Regions from separate parts of the Mus musculus genome. Here regions 1, 3, 4, 5 and 6 are each linked to region 2. Evidence: chromatin contacts called from public promoter capture Hi-C data. All regions are on one chromosome and are shown on one strand. The core of a region is the stretch at or near the end of the contact, and the rest is flanking DNA. Distances in the headings are between cores, read along the strand shown.

Region 1 (4,023 bases), core at 186-2,685, 830 kb before region 2:
CAAAGTGGGTGCTGGGTGTACGTGATTTTATTTGGTGCAGATGGATGGAAGGATAGATAGATGGATAAGTAGACAGATAGATCACAGGTCATGGAGAGATACAAAATAGATACTTGGTCGGTGATGATGGAAGACACTTAGAACTAGTCAAAATACTGAGAATTAGAGGCTATTGGATGCCAAGTCATAGAGAGGACACATATATACCAATACTTCCAAGGCTCAGGAAACATCATGGAAGAAGGGGTAGGAAGAATTTAAGAACCAGAAGAAGGGGGGTGAGGTATGGAATGATGATTTCCAGTCATGACTTGGCTATTGAGTTAACAACAGCTGGATCACCTGCACAAGATCTCCACAAGAGTGGGCCCATTAACACTCTATCATGGAAAGAGGAGGGGCTTATGAGGTACCACCCCACCCTGAAGATTTATACACAATTAATAGTTGGTGAGGTAGGGAGAGACATTTACTTTAGGGGTGCAGTCACTAGTACAGTGCCTACAATGCTGTAAAGAAGCCCTTGCCCGTGCTCCTATAAACAACACTAACAAAATTCAATGGGTTCCTTCTCGACACCCCCCCATTCCAAAAAAAAAGACATGGCAATAAAAGGGATACTTGTGGAAAGAGTAGGGGTTATCAGGAGTGGGAAGGGGCAAAAGAGGGTAACCAGGTGAACATGGTTTAAAGGGCACAAGTAGGTCACAATGGAATCAATTAATACGTAGAATCAACGTGTGACAATACAGTGTTCTTGCTAAAAATTTTAAAAAGAAAACACTTAGTGCAGACATTGCCAGCAGTGAGAATGCAGGTATTTTTGTCTATGTGCTAACTAACAGGAGGTCTACCGTTTACCTGTGCTTCACAGGGTGTGTGGACACGGCCCTGTGGAGTTGTTTTTGCCTATTGTGTCTGCAGTGTCTGTATGTGGGAAGATACACCACACCACCCCGCCTGGGAGTATGTATGGATGCATGAGGCTTGGAGCGTCTATGTCACTATGTGCCCATCATGTAGGCTGTCTACCATCAGGTTTCTCTGTAACTAGAGTGAGGAGGGCATCTCTGCAGAGAGGGGAAATAGAGGGAGTAATGTTTGGGACTCTAGAACAGGGAGGTGGGTGAGGTTCGTGGTTTTCTATCTATGGGCGGTAGGGCGTGCTGCACCCAGATGTGTATTTGTGCCCTGGATGTTGGAGGCCTTGTGCTTACTCCGACGTACATCTGCCTGGCAGTCTGCGACTTAGAAAGCGGGGGGGGGGGTGAATTTGGGAGATGGGGTGTGTAGGAGGAATGGATGGAAGTGTGTAGGTGGAGAGGTTGGAGCACCAAAGCGAGCGAGGCGGAGAGAGTCGAGAGAAGGAGTGGTCCTCGCTCCAGTTCTCCCCGCCCACCCTGCAGAAAGTGTCTTCTGATTGGCTTCGAGGCCGCAGGGCTCAGGTTACATTCGCAAGAGTTGCGGAGCGCGGGAGACCGGACCCAAGAGGAGAGAGGCTGGTTCTGCAAGGATTCTGCGCTGGTCGGGGAGTGCCCGACAGCCCCTGAGCTGCCACCCAGCATCGTACAAACCCACCCCCGCTCTGCGCCAGGCTCCACCCCAGCCAAGGACCCTCAACACCGGCAATGGACTGCTGCACGGTAAGTCCATACTTGAACTCAGCGTGTTCTGGGGCAAGGGGCACACGAGAACCCCTGGGGGGTGAGTGAGGGATGGAAGTGGGTGCGGAAGACCTAGGAACAATGTGGGAAAGAATGGTGCTGAAATATTGTATTGGATGATGGAAGGCGCCTGCCTGATCTGAGCCAAGCCCTGGGGAAAATGCTCCCCAGCTCGCGGGGGCGTCTGAGCGCCCATGGGCCAGACAATCTAGGTTGTATCTGGATCTGAGCAGAGCTTTCATGCAGGAAAGCTGCTGCTTAGACGAGAGGTGGAACTTCCCCCACGGAGACACAGGAAAGTTGCTGGTGTGCTAGTCCTTTCCCTTGGTATTTTTTGGCCCCCAAACGATTTCCTATCCCACTGCTGCTGTCGCGGACTGTGGCAAGATCTTCACGACCCTCAGATGATCGTCTAAGCCCTTATGTGGCGAAGTCGGGGAGAATCCACCCTGGTCTTGGTGGTGATGGGCAGGAAAGAACCTAGTCAGTGTGGTTCTGGGGTGGAGCTGGTTCAGCCCCCAAAACCTTCTCCTTTGGAAGGTGCTGGGTGAGTGACCGTGAGAGGGCCCTGTGGGCAAGGGGAGGAAGTGTCTATCAGCGCCTACACGGAAACTGGATGCTGCAAGTGCCTAACGCCAAAGCAGATCTTGTTAAGGGCTCTTGTATGAAGGCATCCAGCACTGGTCCTGGCTCCTAGCTGGCTAAAGGAGTTGAGTGACCCATACCTATATAAAACGTGTTTGCTTATTCTTAGCCTCCGATCTAAGGAAAGAGACGACTCCAAATTCCTAGTGTTTTCTTTCTGTCACTCTGGCTAAAGACTCCAGAGGTTACTTAACGACAGCAGGAACCCCACCTTTCTCCCACAATGTGCAAAATAAATAAGTTTGGAAGGGAGGAATAGCCCATATCTTTGAGAGGTGACACTTCCCAATGCCCAGTGTCCAAGACGCAGTGAGAACTTAGGGGCAAGCCATTGCTGACATTTTAACTCTTGTTAAATAAATAACAGCTGCCAGAGTGCCTGATCACCCCAGGTAGGTAGGTCTTTTACAGTTGTACAAATGGGGCTTAGAAATGTGATTTTTTTTCCCCAAGTAGGCACCTTTGACAAGTGTGGAGCCCTGTCCTCTCAAAAGATTGCCCTCCAATCCCTCTTTGAAGCATACTGATTTTCATTACTGTAAATGCTCATAGCAGTAAATGTATAGATCAGAAAAAATATATACATATACATATACATATACATATACATATACATATACATATACATATACATATACATATACAAGCATGCCAATCACATACAGTTCCGCCCTTTGAAGAACACTATCCAGGGCTTCTTCCAAGGAAGCGGTTTGCTATTCTCCAGGGAACAGTTTGTTTGCTTATTTGCTTATTTACTTACTTATTTTTGGTGCTGGGGATTGACTTCTGGACTTTATGCCTGCTAAATATGTACTCTGCTTCTGAGCTACACACTGAGCCCAAGAATCACTTTTTGGCTGGGAAAGGAAAGGTGTGGGTCTTCAGTCTCAATTGAGGAAGAGCCCCTCATCCCCAGCAATGTTCCATTAAGTAAAAAAATAAAAAATAAATAGATAGATGGCAGATTATGAGATATGAGTCAACAGGGGAGGAGGGTAACTGCTAGGCAAGAAAGAAAAGGCTGAGAAGCCAAGAAGGATGGGGAAAGGAATCGGGAGATGTGCCAGCAGGGAAGACATGAATGGGTGAAGACTCTAGGAAGCCTGAGAAGGATGAAGAGGGTGAGATGTGGGGCTCAGGCCTCCAACCTTGTCTCTCCTGGTTAGTGCTTATAAAAATACCCAGGAAGCCATTGGTGCATGGCAAGTAGATAGCTACACCACAGATAACTAATACTGATAGATAATGGCTGAGGGTGTGGTTAATGTGTTTGAAATCAGTGTCCCCTAGAGGAAGAGGGACTGCCAGAGGTATTGAATGTCCAGGGTCCAGGGGCACCTCCTGCACTGGGCCCTGACACAGTCTCTGTTTTTTTATGTCCCAAGTCCACTGGACCAAAGGGCCAGATAATATTCAGCATCAGTCTCATTCTGTGGAGTTGGAAGGAGGCAGAAAGAAGGAAAAGAGGGGGCAAAAAAGGGCGGAGGACTGGAAGAGGGCAGGGCTGCTACCAGGCATCCCTGCGCTGTAAAGAGAACAGTATGCCTTCCTCATCTTTTTGCTCTGGAGTTCTCTTCCATGACCATCCTACCTGATGTTTGGGAAGAATCTAGCCGTGCCTTACTTGTTCTTTTCCCCCTTGGTAAGCAAGCTTAGAGAGAAATGAGGAAGAAGAAAACATCAGTGTTCTTTTTCAAGGGGATGTTTTTAA
Region 2 (3,992 bases), core at 1,186-3,685:
GAAAGCATATTGGTTCAACTCTCAGTACATACACTTAAATTTAAATGCTATTTTCAGGATAGCCACACCTTTTACTATGTCTACTTTATAGTTTAGCAATCATTTACTATCTCAAACCTTACTAGTAGCTTTGGGGAAGAGCTCTTCCTTGGTTATAGAGCTCTTCCTTGGTTATACAACAGGAAGTGTTTAGAGATCTCTGCTTCATAGGTAGTCGTGTGACTGCCCCATTTTGACCTTCATATTCAGAGTTGCCTGGTGTCCTCATTTCAATTCTGGGCTTCCCACGATGCATGTCAAGTCACTTTCCTGTACTGTCATTGGTGTCTTTGGGATTAATCATTATTTTGTGTTTGTTACCTTTTATTTTCAGTAGGCTTTCAGTTTTCCCAAAATTTCTCATACTCAGAAAGGAATAGAGGGTATTGTTTATGTGGCCCCTCCCTCCTTTAAAGTCAGTCTCATGTAGCCTAGGTTAGATTCAAATTTAGGGTGGCTTTGAATTCCTGATCTTTCTCCATCTCCCTCCGAAGTGCTGTGATTACAGGCAAGTGTTATGCCTCGTTTCACTACTATTCCTTCCTAACTAATTTTAGGGAGTTTTATCATGAGTCCTCCTACTCCCCACCTCTCTTCACTTTCAGTTACTCCTCTGTGTCTGAACAGTTTTCTTTTAATCGATTCAGACACATTAGGTGTTTTGAGACAGTATTTAATTTATTCCAGGTTATCTTTGAGCTTTCTATATAACCAATGTGAACCTGAACTGGTCTTCCTACATTCACCTCCCTGTTGTTGGTATAGGTGTACACACAAACACATAAACACACACACACACACACACACACACACACACACATATACACACTCTTCTCCAAGTCAGAACTCTGATACTGTGTCTTTTCCAGGAAATAAGACATTGATTCCATTTAAGACTAGAGGAACCTAGATTCCATTTAAGAGCACTTGGGAGGCAGAGGCAGGTGAATTTCTGAGTTCGAGGCCAGCCGGTCTACAGAGTGAGTTCCAGGACAGCCAGGGCTACACAGAGAAACCCTGTCTCAAAAAACCAAAAAAAAAAAAAAAAAAAAAAGACTAAATCAACCTCTTGTAGATTTCAGAATATACACAGGAAATCACAAAGAAATGGAAATAATCTAATAGCTTGTTTTTAATTACACGAACCCTAAACTGATAACATGGTTTAAGTTTAAACATTTCCAGGTTAGATTTCATGGAGTTGGAGATGTAGCTCAGAGGCAATGCACTTGACTAGCCAGCACATGGTTTCATTGTTTCCTTATTTTTTGTATCCAAGTCCCTTTTCTTAGAATTGACATTTCTCTATTATGAGACTTTTGTATGCTTGGCAGGCATTCTACCATTATGCCATAAGTCTAGCCTAGTTAAGGAATATTGATTGTGCTCCCCAACCCACCTCCTTTTTTTTTTTTAGATAAGATCACACACACTCACACACCCTTGGCTCAGGCTGACCAACCTGAATCACTTTCCCTGGCTCAACCTCCCTAGACTGAGGTTATAGATGAGTCACCATTAAGTCTACTTTGCTGTTTGTTTTTTCTTGAAAGCGAGCATCTTGGTTGGGTATCTCCTGCTTTATCTCTATAGTGTGGTGGGCCACCGTGCTTGTTTAAGAAAGCTAGTACAGGCAAATAGTCGTGTGTCCCCCCCCCCCCAAAAAAAAAAAAAAGATTTAACTGGTTCTGGAGCCTCCTGTTCAGGCAATATTGGTGACTCTCACTGCACTTTCCCCTCACACATCCGCGGCGATGTGGTTTTTTTTCCCCTTCGTTTTTTTTTTTTTTTTTTTGGTAAGACTAACCCTGTATAACTCGGATTGCCTTGAACTCAAGATCTTCTTGCTTACGCTTCCCAAGTTCTAGGTCTACAAGCATGCACCACCACACTTGCTTTCCTTCGTTTTTTTTTTTTTTTTTTTTCAGAATTCCAGCAGCAGTTGCTAGCTTCTCAATTCGAATACTAAGGGGGGCACAATTGAGTTTACAGAGCACTCTGTGTCGCTTAGTTTGAGCCTTCCTCCCTGGGGCTCCGAGGTCAAGAGCAGGTCGGTTTACGTACTTAACGGTGCAGCCTTTGCAGGCTCTGAGTGGCAGGGAACCTGGGTTCTTGGCCCAACTGGTGGCGCAGTCTGGATGGAGGCTTCGGTGCCTCTGTGGAGCAACGTAAGGCGTGGCACACGCCCCGTGCCATTTCCATTTCATTCGGACTCAGAGATCAGTTCTCACCAAAGCAGTCGTCAATACCAAATCTGGTCAGCTTGTGTCTTAACTACGGCCACATCAGAATTTCAGCCAGTATTAGAAGGAAGGGTCCTTGCGCGGTCGGTCTACTGAAGTCGCTCCTCTGCAGAGCCTGGGATAGGACAACGCGCGCCGGCCCGCTTTACGGCAGAGGTGTGCGCTTTTGCGACAGCATGACGCAAGCAGGTTTTGGCGGGAAAAGCTGTGCATTTGGATTCCTGTGGCAGCTGGCAAAGGACTGCTTGGTGAGAAGGGCGTCCTGAACAGTGGGAAAGAACTCCAGCAAAGGACCCAGAGGGCTTGTTTAGTGTGGACGGGCGCGGGGAGGGAGTGGTCCAGACTAGCAGAGAGGTGGGAGGGCCGCCCGGAGCCCGGGCTGGAGCGGGTGGCCCGTGGCTCTCCAGCATAAAGGGACCAGAGCGATTGTAAGGCTCCGGGGTTCGCATGCTTTCCCGGCTCTAGGGGTCCCTGCCTCCCGCTTCTCTCCGCGGCTTGGCCCCGCCCTGTTCCCTCCCGGTGCTGGGGACACGTGCCGTTGGGGTGGGAATTGGAAGTGAGCGGGTGGGAGGAGGGGCTGCTCTGGCAGTAATTACCGTAGTTACACCCAGCTGCTCCCCACCCCCGCACCCTGACCTGCCCGCAACTCCCTTTCCGGATCATTCACCCGAAAGCTCTTGTCTTGCAACCCTGGAGCCAAGCAAGTGCTCAGTTTTGCATAAAGGCGGACGGAGGACAAACGTGGAAACAGGATTTGTGATAAACAGGACAAAATGTTCAAGTTCAGTATTATGACGTGGGTAAATATGGTTCAGATGTAAGATGAAAAGAAAGTCGTGCGGAATCATAGCAGGAGACATGGCTCAGTGGCATTACAGGTGATGAGAGTTTACACTCATCCCCAGTATTTTCTGGGATCCTGCATTTTACAGTCGCTGTGCTTGGAGTCATGGCAGTGCCTTTTGTGGAAGACTGGGATTTGGTGCAAACTTTGGGAGAAGGTGCCTATGGAGAGTAAGTTTGAGTCCTCATTTTAATTTTTTATTGCAGTGTGTGTCTGTCTGTCTGTCTGTCTGTCTGTCGTGCTATGGTGCGTGCACCTGTGGAGGTCAGAAGACAACTTGCAGGAGCTGGTTCTGTTGAAGGTTTGGAGGGATCATTAGGCCTGACAGCAAGAGGCTTAACCTGCCTGGCCATTACCATGGTCTTCCTAATTTAAATATTACCTGTTTGTTTGCTTTAGTTTTCCACCTGTTGTCTGAGTACACACTTTAAAAAAAGTCCTTTATTTCAAGTGGCAAAGAGCATGGATATTCGCATTTGTACATCAAGGCTCTGAGTGAGTGAAGCACATCCACACCTGTTCCTCCTCTTTTGTGATGGTAGACATTGAACCTAGTGCATCACTCATGCTGGGCTTATGCTCTGCCATGAGCTACATTTCTAGGCCTGTAAAACACCAAATTTCTTCTTACATTTGTTTTTGTTCAGATCAAAATCTTGTTAAATTGCCTAGGTTGGCCTTGAACTTGTACACTGTAGCCTCCCAGGTAGGTATGACAAGCCTGTGCTTGACGGTCCAATTTCTTTTCTTTCTTTTTTTTTTTTAATTTTACTTTTATAAAATTTTCTTTTATAAAAGAATTGTTTTCCTAACAAATCATGTGTCTTAGAATTTTAAATGAGATAATGAAAAGACCCTGGCGGCAT
Region 3 (3,811 bases), core at 1,265-3,764, 760 kb before region 2:
AAATACCTTCCAAAACTCTTTCTCTACTTTCTCAGATGAACAAAGCATTTATTCAGTGCCTACTGAATGCTGGTTTGTGGAGGGACCAGACTAGAACTTGTCCTTAATTCTGGAGGAAAATATCAACATTAACAGAGTCTGAGTTTCTTGATCAAAAGCAAACATTTGTCATCCCTCCTTGTCTGTTAACTGCTACGGTATCAGAGAACCCAGCATCATCTCATAATCCCAAAAGACTAAAAGTTGGAGGTCAACTTGATCTTACCTGTCTGAAAACAGGTAAACTGATCCTCTAAATTCTTCAGAGGCTCAATCTCCTTTCTTTGCTTTAGATTTCCTTCTCATAACTGGACAATGAAGCATTCCAACTAGATATCCCCTGGTTGTTTGAGAAACAATTTTATGGAGAGATTTACATTCAGCAAGGTTTTGATAGTACACCTTGAAAATCCTATGAATAAAAATCAAGAAAACAGGCATAATTTACAAATGCCTAAGACACTCTCAGAACTCCAGAAAAGTTTGTGGGTGGATGCTACACAGGGCAGCTCAAAGAAACTGCCCCAAATTTAACATGAACGACCCTGAATAAAGCAATGAATGAAATCCAAACAACATATTATCTAGTACATATTATCTCAATGACATTCTTGTTTAACAAAGGAGCTCAATAAGAATCCTCAAATGAACATAATCAAATAATCTAACTTTGCTTTCTAATGGGTGTAAAATTAATCTAACAGTTAACAATGAAACCGCTGTTTCTGGAACAAATTTTCTAAGTAACAACGTCTCCAAATGAACATCTGTGGAGCCAAGGCCTCATGAACTATGGCACAATCCCCCCCACCCCCCATTCAGTGTGATTACCCTTACTTAAACAACTATTCTTACTGAGTTTTATGGTTGTTTGCTAATGTGATATTCTCAGTTGTGACTCTTTTTCGTCCCCAGAAAAAGTAGCCTTCACTATGAGAAGTGAACACTAGGTAAACACAATGTAATGTTTTCAATGAAAACTGGGAGAAACTCTGAGCAGACACTAGTAAGAGGGAAGAGCTTAACTAAAGTACAGCTCCTTGTCTGCAAAGGCAGATACGAAGGCCTAGACAACGCATTAGAAACAGTAAACCGATATGCAGGCTGATGGTAAAATTAACCCACATTAAGCCTCCACATTTAAACATGCTGATGCATAAGGATGGCCAGATGCATACTCGGTTTTACTTGTCCGCATCCGGGCACCCTAACTAAAGCAGAAAAAACCTGGGTGACAAGAGAGGGCTTCCTCAGAATTAGAAGCCTCCTGACTCTCAAGGCAACCTGACTCTGAAAAGATCGCCAGTCCAAATTCCAAAAGAACCTTCAAGCAGACTAACGTTCAAGGTGTCCTCTACTGTCCTCTACCTCCACGATAACAATACACGACCTTTCTTTCACTAAGCCTTTCCAGCTCTCCAAAAGCACCTCAAATCTTGCTAGTCCTTGTATCACCTCAACTGACAAGCAAAGCGACTGACACAAAAGGCCAGCCGTCCCAATGCTCTATTCTTGAAACTTCAGCAAAGGAAAAAAATCTTACACTGGGCGCTCATCCGGCCCTCTGCTACCCTTCCTCAATTCCATCCCAGCTGGAAAGCTTCAGTCTGGGAGCCCCTCTATCTGGGAACAAAGCAGTGCGGGCGACAGCACCCGCGACAGTTGCGGGCCCCGCGCACAATGAGAGAAACTACCAACTTCAGAGCGCAGGAACATCCTCAATTGGCAAGAAAGAGGGGCGGCGGCAGACACGCCCAACTTCAAACTCAGGAAACCTACGGGCTGGCGGCCATCTGGAAAGAAGCGCCCCTTCCCAGGGAGAGAAGAAAGAGGCGGAGCAGACACAAGGGATACCCGGGGCCCGGGAGGGGAGCCCCGCGCTCGGCCCGGCCCCCGCCCCCAGGCCCGTTTCCCCGCCTTCTCTGCCTCTGGTTCGCAGCCCCGGGCAGAGCGGCCGGTTACCTTGATGCGCTCCCGGCACTGGGACGGGGTCCGCTCGTAGCCCAGCTCGGCCAGGGCCCGGGACACGCGCTCGTACATGGCCGGCCCAGGGGCCTTGCTGCCGAATACCGTGCCGGCTCCCTCCAGCTGCTGGTACCGCGCCTCCACCAGCCGCTCGTTGCCCCATACAGCGATGAGCGCGTTCGTCTCTGCCGGCGTCCACGACATACCCCGGCAGGCGGCGGCAGCGGCCGCCGCAGCCCCGCCACTGCCGCCGCCGGGCGAGAAGGAGACCGAGGACGAGGCAGCGCCGCGGCCCCCCAGCCCCAGCCCGAGACCCCCGGACGCCGCGGCCCCCGAGCCCGCCGCGCTGCCGGGCCCGAGAGGGGAGGCTCCCCGAGGCGTGGAAGGGTCGGACAGCGATGGGTTCCCGTCGCTCAGGTCGCCGGGAGACGCCGGGGAAAGCACCTCCATCTTCGGAATTTTGAGCGGCGAGTTGGCGGGCAGCTCCGAGCCACAGGGCGCAGCCATCTTCCAAGCCGCCGCCGCTGCACCGCCCGGAAGTGACGCACCCCTGCATCCGGCCACCGGGGTCTCCGGGGCTGCCCTGGGGCCTGGCTCGGGGCTGAGTGGCTCGCCGCGGTCAGAGGGCCCGGAGGATGTGTCTGGCTGGCCCAAGCAGCCCGCAAATCTTCGCCTTTCCCCTCCAGCCAGCTGGTGCCGGCCGCTCCTCTCCCGGGAGGAGAAGCTGGGACCCGGCGCACCCAAGCTCCGAGCAGAGAAGGGTGGGGGCATGAGGGCGCGGGAGTGAAGGACTGGTTGGAGCCTCCCCACTTCCTTTCCAATCTCAACCCTCACAACAGGGGTGAGGCCCGCGAGGGCCTCGAATTAAGGACGAATTGGCTATTTCTGTTTTCCTGTCTCCGCCCCTGAGCCTATCCTCCCTCTAAGCCCGCCTTTAGGTACGGGAACCGAGGTCCAGACTGGAGACTAGGAAACCCTACAAAGGGTATGTGGAGGAAGGCAAAGCGGGAAGGCTGCTTGCAGTGGTTCTGGACAAGACTTTCGAGAACAGATATGAGTTAGAGTTTGCACGCTTTAGCTTTTCAAGAAACTCAGCCTCTATAGCAACTCTGATTGCACTCACGTGTTCTGCTAGGCAAACACCCTGTCACTGAGCCACACCCACAAGCTTCGTTTCGTTTGTTTTCTTGTTCCTCTGAGTAACTGTGTAGCCAATGATAAAGTAAATGTCTTTCTTGCTTTTATACAGTATCTATAATGGGGACATGAAAGAGCTCCAGAGCCCAGCAGAATAGCTACTCCGGTACCTCAGTCCACTGGGATTTGGGACTGGTTTAAAATTTCCCAGTCAAGTTCAAGGAAATGAAACTGTTCCTGTGACCTAGTAGTAAATTAGCACTCATCACTCACTCCTGAATATTTCCGTAAAGTCTTGAACATTGAAGTATCATATAGCTATAAGATATAACCTTGTTTGTGTGGTATTATTTTGGTTTTTGACACAAGGTTTTTCTGTGTTATCCTGGCTGTCCTGGAACTAAGTCTATAGACCAGGCTGGCCTCAAACTCCGCCTGCCGCCTCTGCCTCTGGAATGTTGGGATTAAAGGCCTGAGCTGCCACCACCACCTAGTCAATTTCCATATTCTTTAAAGCTGGAAATCCTGTTTATCTCAGATCATTAACTTTAAAACCTCAGTAGTGGCAGAAAGATGCCTCAACCAGTACAGGTATTTGCTGCCAAGCCCGCCCAATGACTGAAGACAACCTGCTCTCATGACTTGTTCTTTGACCGTCATACATGGGACA
Region 4 (3,649 bases), core at 382-2,881, 930 kb before region 2:
GTTTCTTGAAACTGAACTTGGGGCCTCTGTTACTCATTCATTCATTCATTCATCCATCCATCCATTCATCCACCACTCATTTTGGAATGCTAGAAATCAAACCCAGAGCTCTTCACCTATAATATAAGTGCTTTGCCACTGAGTTAGATCACAGCCCATGGATTTTAAAAAAAATTCCCCAAGCTGGACATGGTTGTCTATGGCTATAGTCCCAGAATTTGGGAGATAGAAACAGGAGGGTCAGGAGTTCAGGGTCATCTTTCCCTACACAGAGAGTTTGGCACTGTTAAGAACCCAGTCTATCAAAGCCAACAAATAAACAATACCTTCTTTTTTGTCAAATTTGCAAGAAAATTGCCTTAATTGTAAAAGAAAAAGTCTCAAGTGAAAAAAAAAAATAATAATAAACATGTTTGGGACTATTCCACTGAAGTCTACTGGCCAAAAGAGCTTTCAACTAAAGCAGAGGCTGGGACTTTCCTCCTCATAGACACAACACACGAAGAAGATGAATAATACAAAAAGTCAGATAGATGTCAAAGTCTATGAGAACAAAATGCAGCTAAACAGCAAATCAGGCAGTTAAAACTAACGCTTTATTAAGAATAAAGTCAATTTCGATTACTATGAGTGCTTTCAGATTCCAAGCTAGAATTCCAGTATATATTTTCAAAGCAGTGTATTTTATAAGTTGTCACAATTCTGATGGCTTTTAAAACCAACTAAATCCACAGGAGCACCTTAGGTATTTGTGAAGGCAAATGGTACCCTGGAGTTGCATTATTAAGACCCAACCAAGTTCAAAAAAAGCAGCTTGTTACATGGGCAGTCATAGAAGAGTATCTACACGCTTTTTCTCTTGGGTTGCAGTTTGTCAAAACTGCAATGGTTTTTACAGTTTTCAGAGATTAAATACTTGGATCACTTACTGAATTCTAAGTTGTCTTTATCAGTATTAGGTTTTTCTCTAGTAATTCAGTGAGCGCGTTAATTATGTAACATACTTCTTGGCTTCCATGTACAACCGTAAACGTCTAGATTTGGAGAATTTAACAATAATTATCTTTTATATGAGTACACTAGTTTGGAAATCCACCCCATCTCATTTCTTACTTTGAGAGGGAGAAAACAAACAACAAAAACAAAATGTGAAAAAGAGGCTCAGTCAATTGGTTTGACACTACTGAAAGAAAAAAACGATAGGAAGTATGTGTACTTGAAACGCTCCTGGTTTCATTTTAAAACCACTGAAAGCCGACCTTGTGCTACTTAACATTTTATTAAAACAGTTTGCTAACTAGATACCAAGCTTTGGGGCAATCAAGGTCTTGTTTTACTATCCCCGAAGTTCACAGCCTAAGAAACACTTGTGCGATCAGCACATATGGGAAACTGAGTTCCCCGCATTAGTATTTAAGTCTGCTAAAACCCCAGGAAGGCCTGCTGCTCAGAGCAACCTGGGAAAGCAGATGTGGACGTGCATTCCCTGAGGGCACCTGCCTGAGCGTCTGCATCAGGACTTTAAACTCTTCCCTACTTCGCTGGCTATCAGCCGGGTAGGACCGGTTCTTTCCAGCTCCAGCTCCTTGCAACCCTGAGCCACACCCGTCCTCCCAGCCCACCGCTAGGTCCGAACCACCGCAACTTCCAAACCCGGAAGTTACACGTGGCGGTGCTTTTGCGCAACTTCCGGCGGGTCTTCCTTGGGAAATCGACTGGGAAGTGCCGAGGATCGCCATCTGTTTCTGCCTGCGCTCCATCCCCTCCGCGCCCCGGAGCTCCAGAACCCGGTCTGATCATGAGCGTGTTGAGCGGCCTGGCCTCCGAGCCGCGCACCCCGCTGTCCAGCAAGGCCAGGATGAAAAGGCTCCCGAGGAAGAGCCAGAACGAGAAGTACCGGCTGAAGTACCTGCGGCTGCGCAGAGCAGCTAAGGCCACGGTGTTTGTGAGTCTGGGTTTGGGTGGGGACTGTCTTCCCCACCTCAACTCTCTCAGAGAAAGAATATCCGTCCAGTGTTAGTTGCCTCGCTTGGGAATATTAGTTCCATATCCTTGCATAAGTTATTCCTCTAGTCCTGTCAACTCCTCTATAAATGAGGACTGAAGAGTGCTCCGCCAGCAAACTTTAGTCATTACCTTCTTGCTACTTTTCGTTTCGAGCCTAAGGAGTGTCTTTTAAGGCGAGCACACTGAAATGAAGCCCAGAGGGATGACGTGCCCTAACTCCAACTTGGATACCCTGATTCCAGTTTATTATTTACTCTACACAGCCTGTTTCCTAAGTACACCCAACCCTAACGCCATGGCTGCCGCTTTCGTAAACAGGCACCTAAATCTTTCAAAATTGTCCTGGTTGTAGCTCCCTTTGACGAGGCTTCTAGGTGTTTCTGCCTTCCCTCCATCCGAAACTGAAAGTGGAACTCAACATCAGGAAACAGGCTACCTCCTCCTGCTGAGGTGTATAGACACTTCCTGCTTTAATTGTAGGGATTTAGGATTTGATGAGTAAACTTCTTTACCAGCCAAGAAGTATTAGGGTCTAATAAATCTGATAACAGTCTAATAAATAGACTATTCTAGCTTAGCCAGTCACCTCAGTGCTTGCTTGGTAATAGGTATACGGTCCATATACCCTCACATCTGAACCTGCAGTTTAACACTTCTTTCTACAAGGTCTTTGTAGACGTATCGGGAAAAGTTTTGACTTTCAATTTGTTGTTGCTAAAACATTTAACGCTTGTATATGTGTCGAGGGAAATATGAGTAAATCAGGAAGTCAACACCTTATACTCACTGTTCTCTCTTGTCACATGATGTCAGAGCCTGCCTAATGCTTACAAGTCGACATTTAAAGATAGTGTTGGTTTCGTTAAGTATACAAAGATCTTATGAAACCAAAGGGTCTCCGTGTACTTAAACCAACTGATGCCTTGAACACCAATTTGAGGCTCCACCTGTGAAACACCCAAATAGGCATTTCCTTCAAAACTGGTTTCAAGACAGACTGAGCCATCAGTAAAGAATGATGGTACTTGGGTATATGCAAATAGATGATTAATTAAGAATTTTACATGCAAAACTTTTCATCCTTTTCTCTTCTCTCCCCTCCCCTCCTCCCCTCCCCTCCCCTCCCCCTCCCTCCCTCCCTCCCTCTCTCTCTCTCTCTCTCTCTCTCTCTCTCTCTCTCTCTCTCTCTCTCCCTGTAATTGTTCTGTAAGATACAGTGGGTCAGATTGTCTTTGCAAGGTCAAAGCTGTAAGCATAGAGAGTCTTTAGAATTCTGTAGTGGAGAACAAAAAAGAATTTTGTAGGGGGTCTAAATTAAGTCCAAGTCCTATATCCTTTCTCTGCCAAAGGCCACACTAATTGGAGTGGCCACACCCATTGATTTGCCCAAAGAGTGCAAGCCCTGGTGTACCATCTTGTTCTGGCATGAGCATTAAGAATGTCCCTCTTCATCCAAAGGTGTCCATGCAATTACCCTCCCTGTAATAGAACCCAAACACTTGGCCCTGCAGATTTTTTTTTAAAAGAAGTTTCTTTCTTTTTATTCTTATTACTGTGTGTGTGCCGCCGAGCACGCATAGAAGTTATCAGGTAACTGTCATTCATTCCTCTCCTTCCACTGTGGGTTCTGGGGCTCCGATTC
Region 5 (4,084 bases), core at 87-2,586, 620 kb before region 2:
TTCCAGCCCTTGGGAAGCTGAGGCAGGAGGAACCTGAACTACCTAGGAGATCCCATTAAAAGCTGTGAAACAATCAACTATATACCTAAAACCCTCCCTTGAAGAGTATAAAGGCTTGTTCTATGATCATATATAGTTTCTGTTTAAAAGTAGACTAGTTAAAAAAAGTTGGCAGGGTATATAGTTCTTGACCAGCATGTATGAAGCCCTGGGCTTAACTTCCAGTACTGAGTAAAATGAAATACAAACAAAACTCAAAGATCAACTTCAATTGCCCTAGTGATGTCTTCTCTGGAAATGTCCTATCAATGTCAGTGTAAATTCTCCAATGGATTTTAAATTCTCCAAACAAGGGATCTTTGTTCACTGGGAGTATCTGGAGTAACCAGAAAACATACTGATATATAAAATGCTTGCAATAAGGTATGTTGAAGTAAAGCAGGGTGACACGTGCCTGTAACGGCAGCCATTGGGAAGGCTAAGGCAGGAGGATTGCAAGTTCGAGGCCTGGGCTACACAGTGAGTTCAAGTCCAGCATGGGCAACTTAGTGAGACCCTAACTTAAAAGCAAAATTATTAAGGCAGCTAGGGTTTCCACTGCTGCACTTGCCTAGAATGCCAGAGGCCCTTGGTTCAACCCCCAGCACGAATATACACCTTGAGTAAAATGAGTGTATGTCTTTTGGGTTTAATGAAATATCCCAAGCATTGTTTGGAGTGAGTTGTGATGGTCACACACAAGAACATGTCAAAGGTAATCACGAAATAGCGTTGTAAACCTTAGGGGCTGCATAAAAGCGCAGTCTGGTTGATTGTTGGCTTGGTTTGCTTCTCAAGGATCCACTGGCAACATGTTCTTGCCCAGTGGTTCTCAACCTTCCTAATACTGCGACTCTTTAATACAGTTCCTTATGTTGTGGTGACCTACAACCATAAAATTTGGGTGCGACTTCATAACTGTAATTTTGCTCCTGCTATGAACTGTAATGTAAAATATCTCATTGCAGGATATCTGATATGCGACCCCCAGAGGTAGCGACCCTTAGGTTGAGAACTGCTCTGTCTATTCCCGAGATTTCCTCAGCGGTGAACGCTTACTCGCCTGTTCATCATGTCAGACCTCTCACTTCGAGATTTGAGAAGACTACAGCGCCAGTATCCAAAGAGAGGCCGAGTCTAAGCTCGCTGCCGGATTCAACAACCCGCTCTAGTCCTCCCCAACCAAAGGGCAGGAAGCGGAAGTGACGTAATCCCCGCGCTCGGATTCCCGCCTCCCCAGCCCAAGACGGGTGACAAATGCGGAAGAGGCAGGGCAGGCGTGGGCCCCGGGGTGGCAGTTTGCTGTTTGTCCTTTGCGTAGCAGCCCGCGGAGTTTGAGTCTGTGTGTGAGACGGACCGGATCGCGGCAGGCTCCAGGCTTCACAGGTCTCCTATCCAACTGTTGGAGCCTCACAGGACCCCGCTTTCCTGGCCGGGCTTCAGACGCCCCCCACCTCCTGTGCCCAGGCTTCTTAAGACCCCCGGCTCCTGCCCGGGCCTTAGACTCCCCTCCAGCCCCATGCCGTGGGCCGGCGCTTTTCCACCCGCGGTCATCTCAGACTCAAGCCCTGCCCTTAGCGCCCGCCTATGCTCACCTCTGGGCAGGCTTTCATCTCCCAAGTAAATCCTTGTTTTTTCGTCCTCTCATCTCCGTTCCTTCTAGAAAGTAATTTTTACGCCTTTCCCCCTTGTCTTAAGCCTTGTCCCTCTTTCTCTTTTCTTCTAACCAGAAGTCAATGCCAGGAGGTATGGCGCCCCTCAAGAAGCCTCGGAATCCCACAAAATTGCCCCTGGCTTTAAATCCCACGAAGAGCAAGGACGTTTTGGCAGTGCTGGCTGAGAGGAACCAGGCCATAATACCAGTTGGGGCTTGGGTGGAACCTGCCTCACCAAATTGGTCGGGAATTCCAGCACATGTGAGTGTCAGTTGACCCGGTTACTGTGATCGCTGCCAGCCCTTTTTATTAGCCTTCTCTAAATTTTTGGTACTTAAAGAAAGATGAACTGCTGGAGGATGCTGTTTCCATTCTGATACAGGTTATATTCTTGCGTCAAAATTATACAACAATGATGTGTTTTCCAAAACTTGCTTCATCTTTGGTTGACACAATCAAATATTAACTTAGTTCTTACTACATACCAGCAAGTAGGCTAGTTTACTTCACAAACATGGTTGTTTGCTGTGAATGGCATAGGTACTGTGTACAATTTCCCGACACTGTAACATAAGAAGAATGACAGTTGGTCACTCTTCAAATGTTAAGTAGTTGCTCAGAGTTTATAAGTTTTTAAATGCAGATCCAGGCAAAATGAAAATAAGAAAATAAAAGAAAGAGGTTAATCCTGATAGACTCTGAGGAAGTTGTAAATTCCACGGGGCCAAGGAACTTCTTGTTTATTTTTGTTTTTGGGGTAAACTAGGTCCTTAGGATGTAGTTGTTGAACGAATGAGGAACTATGGTCATTGTCTGTGAAGGAATAGAAATGCTGTACACTCAGGGTAGAAGCATTTCAGATGAAGAAATGCCCTTTCAAAAGTTTACACATGTAAATATTTGATTTAATTTAATTTAATTTTTGATTTAATTTAATTTAATTTAATTTAATGTAAATATTTGATTTATTTACACATGTAAATATTTGATATTTGATTGTAAATATTTGATGTAAATATTTGTTAGTATTTGCTAACAAATGAGAGTGGTTTTGCTAGTTTTTTTTGGCTTTATTTAGTATTTTTTCTTTCTTTTTTTAATTAATTAATTAATTAATTTATTTTTATTACATATTTTCCTCAATTACATTTCCAATGCTATCCCAAAAGTCCCCCATACCCTCCCCCCCTCTTTTTTTTTTTTTTTAAAGACTTATTATTTGTAAGTACACTGTGGCTGTCTTCAGACACCCCAGAAGAGGGCATCAGATCTCATTACAGATGGTTGTGAGCCACTATGTGGTTGCTGGGACTTGAACTCAGGACCTTCAGGAAGAGCAGTCAGTGCTCTTAATCACTAAGCCATCTCTCCAGCCCACAGTTGTTTAGTATTTCAACAAACTGTTCCTTAGCTTTTTGTTCAAATTTTATTGTGCATAGGGAGTAAGTCACGTTCCACACCCCTTGTTTTTAAAATTAAATAATATTGCCTAATGTACATAGTATTTGTGGAATGTAGGAAATATACAATGTTCTTAGAATATACAAGGTACTTAACATGGGTGATTTTAGAGGAGAAACAAGACATTTAAATATTAATTAAGGGTCTTGGAGGTAGCTTACAGGTAAAAATACCTGTGTGCAACCCTGATGAACCTGGAGTGAAGCTGCAGAGATAAGAGAGACCCTGTGTAGCTGGTCTCTGCTACTTTGAGGGTCCTTCTTTCTTTCACCCTTCTCCATCCCTTCTTTTCTAACCTTTCAACCCCCTGACACTAGATAGCAACAACAAGGAAAAGGATAGGGGAGAAAGGAAAGAGACCCCTGAGTAAAGTCAGGAGTTAGAAGGGGTCAGCGTTATTGCTAGACTACTTTCTGCTGATTGGAGTCCCTTGTGGCAAGTTTGATCTTTTGTCATTAGGATATCTAATTGCTTCTTGTCTCTTCTTTGAACACAACTACTTAACCCAAAACAACAACTAACCAACGACCCAGAAGGCCTCTCTGGGCCCTAGCATTTGTATACCATATATGCCCTTGGTCTGCGTAGGGTGTTCATTACAAGTCAGACATAGTTAAGACCTTGTCTCAAACGAAACAACCCCAAAACATGGACGCCCCCAATTATAAATGTTAATATGCAATATAGTAAGTTAATTTTATTTATGTTCAGTGTATATAGTTACACAGTCATTGATTTTTGCCTACTTTGCTACCTTTCAGGAAGGAACTTAAAAGTTGGACTGCATGTGATGAAGTGCTAAGAATAATATCTCTCTTAATCAAAGAAGAAAGATATGACTGGGTTGGTTGGGAAAGTTTAAAAGTTTAAAAGACTCTGGATAAGTAGATATGAGCTGACTCTCCTATTACGGGGATTGGAGACAGTAG
Region 6 (3,628 bases), core at 500-2,999, 890 kb before region 2:
CCATGAGCAAAATACTCTGGAACCACAACATCCCAGAATTGCATAAGCAGGATGGCAGCCTGCTGGGGAAACCGGGAGGCATATGTGTGGGAGGGCCCTGTCTTGGGTAGATACAGAACAAAAGCTGAAAAGTAAACGCATAAATAAGAGCTAAGCAAAGAGAAGACTTGAGTTGGAAGAACAGAGTGAAGAAAATATTCCTTACATGGGCAACAATGTTGCAGTCCATAGGATGGGGAATGCCTTCCCAAGCCCTTCTGTGTTTGCCAACATTCAGTTATAGAAGCTCTTTGTGAATGGATTTATGGTGAGAAAAAAAAAATTTAGAGGTGGAAATTATCTTTATAATAAACGTGTTAATTGTGTTACTACCGATGAAGAGATATAACCTAACCACATTACCCATCAAGGGACTAGAGCACAAATAGATTAAGCAATTTTAAAGAATAATTAGAACAGCTATGAATTCAATGAATATCTCTTTAATGATACCTAGTACTTTACACATTGAGACTGCAACCCTGGAAGGAAAAATAATTCCAATAGTAGATAAAAATTCTTGCTGCCAAGGATCTTACAATCTACTAGGAGCTTACTCGTGTAGCAGAGTTCTTAAGAAAGAAGACAGTAATGTCCTTGACAGGCCTCAGAAGGTAGTTTATGACAGAATGAGAATCAACGTCATCTAATTCCAAAGGAATTGCAATTTCATTTTTGCTGTGAGGATAATGGTAATGGGACCACAAATTCCTAGCACTCCAGCCAAGAGCTTTATCACTGAGCTATATTCTCATCCCCCCCCCCAAATTTCATTTATTGACAGTCTATGGATGAGGTCCACTCTTTCAGTGATACAAAGAAAAGAAGGGTGGGTGGCTCCAGCAGTAACCTTTTACTTTAAGTGAATAGATTCCTATCTTTTGATATCTCCATGCAGAGGGCAATGTCCAGCTCAGGTTAGTCAGATGACAAGCTCTGACCTGCACAATGGCCAGTGTGAAATAGCTCCCTCTCCAGTGTGATGAGTCTTACCCCTCCACTAGTATCTCTTAGGCTGTATCAAAATTCAGAGCTGAACCTTAAATTATTCTGAGCTAGTGAGGGGGTTGTATTTCTTAGCCCTAATAACCACTTAGAAACTAGTAAAATTTAATTCCCTCAAGGCACCCATCCCGACAGAAGCCCTCCCCAAGGGCACTACTGAGGGGGCAGGTGTTGAAGTATTTTGGATGACTCAGACACCTGTTTCCAAATATTATCTAACTAAGCTTCGCCCCCTTCTCTTTGAGCTCTCCTCAAGGCTTCGGTCTGGGGACTCTGGAGCCTATTCCAATGGGTAAACCGAAGTCTCTCCCTGCCTCCTATGCTGCAAATGAGGTACCCTGCATGAAAAAGGCAGTAGATGGGCCCAACAGTACCTTGAGCCAGAACTAGGTGCGAAAAGTCCAGTTCTGACTCAAACCAGACCTTTAAAGGGGACGCATGCCATGATCCTGCAGAAGATCTGAAAGGCAAGGGTCCGGCACAGCTGTGACACCTCACCTGCACTTCTGCTGACTCGCGCGATTATGAGCAGCACTATCCCAAACACAGGCCCCGGGGAAACCATGTTTGTGAAGATCCTGATTAACCCGCCGAATTCAGGAAGAGCCCCTATGCGGGGGCGGGGACAGGGCAGAGGCGTGGTCTTGCGTAGTGGGCGGGGCCTGGGAGGGTCTACCTATCGGGCCCCACCCTCAAGCCTTCAGTACGCGAAACCATCAGCGGCGCGGCGCGGCGCGGCGCAGGGCGCTCCCCTCCCGGCCTCCGTAGTTAAAAAAAAAAGAAAAAAGAAAAAAGAAAAAAAAAAACGGTTACCCAGCAACGAGATAAAACACTGGAACCATCCGCACCAGCTTGAAGAGAAAGAAGAGGTGAGGCAGTTTCCCCCACTCCCTCTCCAATGTGGAGGCTTCGCCATTTTCCTTCGTGCCGTAGTCTCTCCGCATCTCCAATACTCCCGCAACTCCTGGACCAGACAGAGAGCCTGGCAAGCCCTTTCTCGGAGAATCTGGAACGCTAGGTCTTTGGCGTCCCGCCCACGGTTTGACCTGCTTCCCCTCGACAGCCTGTCCTCCCCCGCCCGGTTCAGGGCTTTACACAGCTCTCAAGATTCGATATCTAATCTGCTGTTTGTGGCCAAAAGAGAGAAAGGGAAGAGACTCCACAGGTTAGGCCTTGTTAAACCTCTAGTCCTCCAGCCTCGACCCCAACCAGCGCCGCCTTTGTGCTTCTTGGGGGAGGCAGAGGGAGCACACGCCCAGACCCGAAGCTCTCTTTTCTCAATAATCAAATCCTATGTCAGCCACCTTTAAGCCAGTCCTCGAATAATAAGATAAAAGAAGGCCTGAGAAAACCAGAAAATAAGATTCCCCAAACATCAAAAGCTGACTCCCAAATACACGACCTCCCCTTTCACAATCCCTCATCAGAAAGCAGAGGCACTTGAGAACATGCTTCAAAAGTTGGGGCTGAAAAACAAGTGAAACTATTCAACAAATTATAATAATTTCTAGAACGACTAGATTTTTGTTTGCTTGCTTGCTATTTGTTTGATTTTTGGGTTTTTGAGGCAGGGTTTCTCTGTTTAGCCCCTGGCTGTCCGGAAACTCACCCTGTAGACAAGGCTGACCTTGAACTCACAAAGACCCACCTACCCTTGCCTCCCAAGTACTGCACTTGAAATAGTTTCTTCTCAGCAATGTAAAGGGGATTGTTTATACCAGCTTCTCAGCAATCATTGTCTCTTCAATACTGTGGGCTTGCAACATCTACCCTCACCTCTTAAGGACAGAAAAACAAAGTACTTAATCTAGTGAAAACTGTGGTTCTCTAACTTTGAAAATATGTATTTGTCTAATTTAATGGATCTGGATTTATGATACTATAATTCACAAAGCATAGTGTTTATCCACCAGGCTGGCTCTAATCGCCGCACTTGGGAGACAGAGGCAGGTAGATCTCTGAGTTAGAGGGCAGCCTGGTCTACATAGTTACAGAACAGCCAGAGCTATGTTGAGAGACTCTGTCTCAGAAAACAAACAAAATAGTTCAGTGGTAGAATTCAAAACTCTAGGAGAAAAGGATAGACGTGGTGGGGTGAATTTGGTGTTCATTTATTTAGTATGTGCATGTGTATGGGCACGGCCTCCATGATGTCGTCAGCCTATGGAAGTCAGAGAACATTTTGTGAGAGTCAGTTCACTTCGGCCACAATAGGATGTGCGTGGATTTGATTCAGATCTACTGAGATAGAGAGAGCACCAGGACCTAGATTGTGTGACTTTTTTCTTTTTAAAGTCCAAAATATGGTATGTGTGTTTGAGAAATGATTTGAGTCGTGATAGTGAGTTGGTTTGTGAAACTTGTGATTATATAATTTAAATTAGGCACTTTTTACTGAATCTTTAGGTACCATATAGGCAATTCTTTCCGAGGAGATGTCGATTCCTTTCTCCAACACCCACTACCGAATTCCACAAGGATTTGGAAATCTTCTTGAAGGGCTGACACGGGAGATTCTGAGGGAGCAACCGGACAATATACCAGCTTTTGCCGCAGCGTATTTTGAGAACCTTCTAGAGAAAAG

Evidence for each region. Promoter capture Hi-C pulls out the DNA fragments that hold promoters and counts their contacts. Capture Hi-C pulls out chosen DNA fragments and counts their contacts.
Region 1: a contact with region 2 is called in a promoter capture Hi-C map of liver, with 2.6 times the contacts expected there. The contact joins the promoter of Nrgn here to the promoter of Chek1 in region 2. A contact is called at or near these places in 2 of 39 promoter capture datasets (cranial neural crest and liver).
Region 3: a contact with region 2 is called in a promoter capture Hi-C map of pre-B cells. The contact joins the promoter of Msantd2 here to the promoter of Chek1 in region 2. A contact is called at or near these places in 4 of 39 promoter capture datasets (cranial neural crest, liver, neutrophils and 1 more), 1 of 484 Hi-C or Micro-C datasets (CD4 T cells) and 3 of 115 datasets of contacts at active chromatin or transcription factors (the 230-238 cell line, astrocytes and pancreatic cancer cells).
Region 4: a promoter capture Hi-C map of adipose tissue shows a contact between it and region 2, with 3 times the contacts expected there. The contact joins the promoter of Tbrg1 here to the promoter of Chek1 in region 2. A contact is called at or near these places in 3 of 39 promoter capture datasets (cranial neural crest, frontonasal cranial neural crest and liver), 3 of 484 Hi-C or Micro-C datasets (CD4 T cells, CD8 T cells and group 2 innate lymphoid cells), 3 of 115 datasets of contacts at active chromatin or transcription factors (astrocytes, bone marrow-derived macrophages and memory CD8 T cells) and 3 of 9 other capture datasets (adipose tissue, liver and pancreatic islet).
Region 5: a contact with region 2 is called in a promoter capture Hi-C map of pre-B cells. The contact joins the promoter of Ccdc15 here to the promoter of Chek1 in region 2. A contact is called at or near these places in 12 of 39 promoter capture datasets (the C10 cell line, the HPC-7 cell line, cranial neural crest and 8 more), 6 of 484 Hi-C or Micro-C datasets (CD4 T cells, CD8 T cells, LSK cells and 3 more), 4 of 115 datasets of contacts at active chromatin or transcription factors (the SCID.adh cell line, astrocytes, large pre-B cells and 1 more) and 2 of 9 other capture datasets (adipose tissue and liver).
Region 6: a promoter capture Hi-C map of liver shows a contact between it and region 2, with 5 times the contacts expected there. The contact joins the promoter of Spa17 here to the promoter of Chek1 in region 2. A contact is called at or near these places in 1 of 484 Hi-C or Micro-C datasets (CD4 T cells), 1 of 115 datasets of contacts at active chromatin or transcription factors (memory CD8 T cells) and 2 of 9 other capture datasets (adipose tissue and liver).

The regions. Positions count from the first base shown.
Region 1 is chr9:37,550,157-37,554,179 of GRCm38.p6, reverse strand. It overlaps Nrgn (neurogranin), which reads left to right and starts at 1,435. Exons shown (of 4, transcript NM_022029.2): 1 at 1,435-1,643. The coding sequence starts at 1,629.
Region 2 is chr9:36,725,101-36,729,092 of GRCm38.p6, reverse strand. It overlaps Chek1 (checkpoint kinase 1), which reads left to right and starts at 2,435. Exons shown (of 13, transcript NM_007691.5): 1 at 2,435-2,530; 2 at 3,215-3,296. The coding sequence starts at 3,232.
Region 3 is chr9:37,488,024-37,491,834 of GRCm38.p6, reverse strand. Msantd2 (Myb/SANT-like DNA-binding domain containing 2) reads right to left here and starts at 2,514. Exons shown (of 4, transcript NM_146222.2): 1 at 2,002-2,514. The coding sequence starts at 2,511.
Region 4 is chr9:37,655,294-37,658,942 of GRCm38.p6, reverse strand. It overlaps Tbrg1 (transforming growth factor beta regulated gene 1), which reads left to right and starts at 1,631. Exons shown (of 9, transcript NM_025289.3): 1 at 1,631-1,945. The coding sequence starts at 1,799.
Region 5 is chr9:37,345,609-37,349,692 of GRCm38.p6, reverse strand. It overlaps Ccdc15 (coiled-coil domain containing 15), which reads left to right and starts at 1,336. Exons shown (of 16, transcript NM_001081429.2): 1 at 1,336-1,659; 2 at 1,770-1,955. The coding sequence starts at 1,776.
Region 6 is chr9:37,611,841-37,615,468 of GRCm38.p6, reverse strand. Spa17 (sperm autoantigenic protein 17) reads left to right here and starts at 1,749. Exons shown (of 5, transcript NM_011449.2): 1 at 1,749-1,913; 2 at 3,451-3,628. The coding sequence starts at 3,480. Siae (sialic acid acetylesterase) reads right to left here and starts at 1,648. Exons shown (of 10, transcript NM_011734.4): 1 at 1,543-1,648. The coding sequence starts at 1,609.